Linked DNA regions of Gossypium hirsutum: region 1 is linked to region 2. The links are chromatin contacts, called in public Hi-C maps. All regions are on one chromosome and are shown on one strand. Each heading gives the region's core, a stretch centred on a gene start, on an enhancer-like site or on the middle of the called end of the contact. The rest is flanking DNA. Distances are from core to core; before and after follow the strand shown.

Region 1 (2,700 bases), core at 27-2,526, 250 kb before region 2:
TAGGTATAAGATTGAGAGGAAACTTGTAAATACAATGAGCTCGTTCCGTTTCCTTACACCGTTCCTCAAATTCGGTGAATGCAACGAATAACTGCTCTGCATCTTCTTCATCCGCCAGCTTCTCCACCGCACGTTCATACACATTCCTAGCCCGTACAATCTCCCCATTCTTCATCTCGAATTTTTTTTAATTTCGTATGGTGGAATTTTTTTATATAAAACAAATAGTTAAAAGTTTTTAATTTACTCCAAACTTGACATGCATGATCTATATAAATGAAGTGTGAAATATGATCGTTGAATTATTAAAATATTAATTGTACAAAAAATATTAAAGTGTGTAAAACTACTCTAATTTTAGAATATTATAAGTGGATTTCTCCCTATATATATATTTAAAAACCACAATTTTTAATTTAAGTATAATTTTGATATAGAGGGAGAGAGTGTGTAATAAGTTTGAGAGGATGAATACTCTACTACCCAAATTCACATGAAATATAAACAACTTCCAGAAAATGGATTTCCTGATTCTTTTAAATTAGTAAATACTTCAAGAAAGCAACAACCATATACAAGGGATAGAGACTTACAAAAAGCCAAAGCTTGTTTGTCTCCTAGATGAAGTGCTCCCTTTCTTGATTCCTTTCTAACTTGCTTATATTAAACTTTGACAGTATTGTATAGACAAATCTTGCATGGTTATAAGAGATTTAAGCAAAGCCAAGAGCACCATACTGAAAATTAATTGTTCGAACTCGCATTGGACAATAGAGGCTTGTTTATATTTCAGCAAAAACATCGTTGCTTCTTTCTTGAAGTATTTACTAATTTTTTAAAGAAAAAAAGTAAAAGAGAAATGAGCTAAAAGGAAAATTATATTTATTTATACCGATTTAAACTTATAAACTACACTATTTTGATTTGCATACAGATAAGCATCCATATTACAGTTCAGATTCGACTAAATTGAACAAAGTTTTAATAAATTTCAGACCCTAAAAAGCGAAAGTAAAAAGGGAAAAAAAAGATAGATGAGTACTTGAAACGATCCTTCTTTGTTTTTTCAGTCGATATCAGAGTCATCAAAATTGTCTTCGAAGTTTTTGAAGAAATCAGCATCTGCGAGCTTGTTGTCGAAAGCGATGACGCCTTCGTCGAAGATCTCCAGTGTGTCAACATCGTCAACTTTCATGGCTGACCCTTGGTCGTTTGGGTCTGTCATGAATTCCATCGGCATCGGCCTCATTTTCCCCCCTTTTCTCTAGGCTTCTAGGGATTTCTTTCATTGGTTTAATTTTAATTATTTTTGTTGAAATATCATGCTAAGGTTATATAGAGGATGTTTACCCCGAAACGATGTCGCTTATAGGTCCTTTCAGAAACGCAGCATTTCAGTATTTAATTGGGAAGATATTTTTTCTTTTAGGATGACCTTTTTGTCACTCAAATTTGATCATTCATTTAATTTTATGTTTTTTAATTATTGAATTTATATTATTTATCAAATCATTTTAAATAAATATAAAAATTCATAATTATCATTTTACTAATGACATATACGTGAATTATTGTATAGATGTAATGTGAATCGACAAGAATCTAGAAGGCTTTTCCAAATAAAGTCTTTGACCTTCTGAGGGACCTTACAATTCCAAAGGCACGGCAACGGCCACTCCACAACATAAAGATGCACCATGGTAGCTAAGTTCACTGCTACTCGATAGTCGGTCTTGACACCATACTGGCCGTCCTTACTATACTGTCAAATAAGCCTGTACAATTGATGATGGATTTTGCAGTTTTTCAGCAAAAATGCCACTAAAAAATTAAATTCCTGTAGTGAAACAGCGCTGTTTTGAAAATTGTTAATACCTAGTTGCGGCGTTTTTGGTCCAAACGCCGCTATTGCTTCTTTTGCGGCATTTTTCTCATAAACGCCACTAATGATTGACTTTTTTTAAAATTTTATATTTAAATATTATATAATTCATGTCAATTTTAAATAAATAATTTTTGAAAATTTAAGTAATATTTAAAAGAATTAGATAAATTTTAAAATTTTTATATAATTTTTTATGTAGGAAAACAAAAACAAAATATGAAAAAAAAAGTTTTTAAAAAATATAATGATAATTTTAATATATTAAAATTCATATTATCTCTTTTAAAATTATATAATAAATTATTTAATATATAAATTAAAAAACTTAATCAGTCATATACCCAAAACACTTTAAAATTATTTTAAATAATAGTATTTTAATTTTTTTCATTTTTAACATATATTTTTCTATGTTTTTACTTTCAACTTTTTTTCTATGTATCATTAATTTTTTGTGAAGATTTTAAATATTAAATTAAAAATAAATTGTATTTTAATTAATATATAGAAACTAGTTAAATAATAAATAGAAGAGGATGAAAGAGTGTATGAGTTGTCGAAAAGAATACATGATGGCCACTTGGCTGATGGGTGAGAATACAGGGAGCAAAACGGCGCCGTTTTGTTTAAAATCAGACCCTAAACACTAAACCATAAACCCTAAGCCCTTATGTAACATCCCGAAATAGGGCCTAAATTGAACAATGGTTGCGAAATCACGAATCTGAGATAGAAGAGTTTATTGTGATTAATTTTTATGATTTTCCGATTGATTGGATGCATGTGTTAGAATACTGATAAGAAATTTTAGCGAT
Region 2 (2,700 bases), core at 40-2,539:
CAATGGTTTTGCATAATTACATTCGAAGACATGCTTCGTCAAATGATGAGGATTTTCGAGAATTTGAGAATATACCCGACATGTCAGTCTTTTCAAGCCAGTTTGACAGAGGTGAATCGAGTTCTTCTAATAGAGAAAGTGACCTTGAAATCACAATGTTAAGGGAAACCATTGTAACTAGTTTAATGAATCCATATTTGTAAAAATATTTTGTATCATAACCTAATTTCTAGTAATAATGAAACTTGTTATGTCTTATGTTACTATTTTTTTATTAAAATTTATCCGTTTAGATACTTTAAAATTTGATCTAAGTATAATGTTACTATTTGTAAAAATAATATTTAACATTGTTATAAAAAAATATTTAACTATAAAAAATTAAAAATAATTATCATTTTATCTAATAAATAATTTAAATTAATTATATAATTATATAATTCATTAAAATATTGAAAGATATATTTTAATATTTTATTAAATGAATTTATAAATTCACATATTTTAATAATTTTAACAAATTTAAATAATTTAAAAAACTTCTATTATATATCAATTCTAATATGATGTCCTTAATAGTCATTTTTATTCTCACCTCGCCGCTACAACTGCGTTTGAATCCAAACACACACACCACCACTGTTTTTAATGTCATCGCTACAGTATCCAATCTCACCGCTATAGTAACTAATCTCACCACCACCGTTGTTTTTAACCTCACCGGAGGCAAACACACCGCCCATCCAAACTAGCCCTAAGTTAGACTTTAATATAGATAGTAAAGTAAGGGTACGATACGCGTGTATGGCAGTTTATGTAAACCTCGGTAAGCCTTTGATCTCAAAAGTACTAATCAATGGAAATCTTCAAAGAGTTGAGTACGAAAGCCTACTGGTGATGTGCTTCTTTTGTGGACGTTATGGGTACAACAATGAGTCTTGTCCTCATACTTCACTCCCTTCTGGCTTATCAAAGGTAATGGACCCAATGACCGGAATTAATCAAAAAATACGGTGGCTGGAGAAGGGGATTTTGGCCCTTGGATGTTGGAAGAGAGAAGATCTAGATGCACTCTTCAGGAATATGACAAAATTGGAAAGTCCAGACTAGAAGAAAAAACTATGGGATCATGATTTCAATCTTTGGCTAGTCTAGAGGCTAAAATCACAGAAGAAAGTATTGAAAAGGAATCTACACCAATTTTAAAAAGGCATGGGAAAGGGATTTTGACTGAAAATTTTGAAAACCCTTCAACAAGACAATTTCATGTTGTTGTAGGTGAAAGCAAAGAATACACGAAACAGAGGGTGGGGGATATTAATTTTGGATAGGTTAGGAAGCCCAAATACAAAAATCAGTTAAAGCACCAAAAGAATTCTGGGTGCATTGCTGGACTGGACCATTCGGTTAACCTATTAGCAAAGCCTGTCACGGGAAAGGGCTACGACATTGGGCCATTTAGTGTTTCGAGTATCAAAGATTTAATTGGCATGAATTCATCAAACCCCACAGGAGGAGACTGCGTGTCTTTGGACAATGTTGCGAAGGCCCACCAGCCATCTATTTCAGGTGGCATGGATCCCACAGAAGAAGACTGTGTGTCTTTAGACAACGTTGTGAAGGCCTACCAACCATTTGTTTCAGGTAAACTCGTTCCCTTGTCTTCTTCTTCAATTGTTTTAGCTGATTTTTATACAGGTGGTGTGGACATGGCTCTCTCAAAATCAAATCAATTTAAAAAAGAGCATTCACTGCATTTCAACCCAATGAGGGTATTTTGGATGCCAATAATCATACCGCCGTAATCTTTAAGGACAACACCCAACATAATTTTTCTAGGAAGACGGTTGGGAGCAGTTCAACTACTTCTAGAAATCAATTGCCTTTAAGTAAATTTAAGGAGAGCGAAGTCAAAACTCTCAGTTCAAAAGGAGGGTGGAAAATAAATAAAATCTAAAGGGCTTGGGTAACCGATTCAAGGCTTCTGGTAGTTCTTGTGTTTCTTTCGCTAAATCGATGAAGACAACAGCGGAACTCATCTCATCAGATTTAAGCGGGCAATCTACTATGGATATGTCAATGAAAGAGGGGGAGAAGCCAGATATTGTTGCCTCTGGTCGATAGTAAGATAAGTTTTTTTTCTTTTCTTTTTAATATGGATTTATCTATTTTATCTTGGAATGTACAAGGGTGTACGAATGTAAAATTCCCGCAAGTACTTTGTGAGTACCGTAAACAATATCAATCGGACATAGTCAGTCTTCTTGAGCCAAAAGTTAGTAGGGTTAAAGCCAACGCTATCATTGCTAGTTTGAATTTGGCAAAATCTCATCGAGTGGAAGCGATTGGCTTTTCGAGTGGTATTTGGTTAGGATTGAGAGAATCTATCGATTTGAAAGTGATTAAAAATCATCCTCAATTCATCCTAGTTCACATTTGCTCCATTATCCAACCACATTTGATCTTTATTGCTTTTGTGTATGGAAGTCTCGATGGACAAAAAAAGAAATTTATTTGGAGGGATCTGAGTCTGTTTATCCCGCTTAGACATTCTACATGGTTAGCCATTGGAGATTTTAACGCCATTCTCTCTTCGAATGATAAAAAAGGCGGTCATGTGAGAGGACAAAAATGTTCTTTTCTTTTTTTGGTGATTTTATAGATAAAGGCAAACTCTATGACAGGGGATTTAGAGGACCC

Evidence for each region. Hi-C and Micro-C count contacts between places; a contact is called where the count stands out from the background.
Region 1: a contact with region 2 is called in a Hi-C map of leaf, with 2.0 times the contacts expected there. The contact joins the enhancer-like site here to the promoter of LOC107954667 in region 2. A contact is called at or near these places in 2 of 34 Hi-C or Micro-C datasets (both in leaf).

Annotation. Positions count from the first base shown.
Region 1 is chrD07:36,638,482-36,641,181 of Gossypium_hirsutum_v2.1, reverse strand. It overlaps the pseudogene LOC107956167. Among protein-coding and RNA genes, the nearest start is that of LOC121219069, 16 kb to the right of the region's middle. Within about 2 kb of position 1,276, at least 7 of the 9 cell types and tissues checked have an H3K27ac peak or open chromatin away from gene starts, as enhancers often do. A contact at or near this core is called in leaf, where this site is marked.
Region 2 is chrD07:36,391,126-36,393,825 of Gossypium_hirsutum_v2.1, reverse strand. LOC107954667 (GTP-binding protein SAR1) reads right to left here and starts at 1,289. Exons shown (of 6, transcript XM_041096591.1): 1 at 823-1,289. LOC107954669 (a long non-coding RNA gene) reads left to right here and starts at 1,284. Exons shown (of 2, transcript XR_005915658.1): 1 at 1,284-1,644.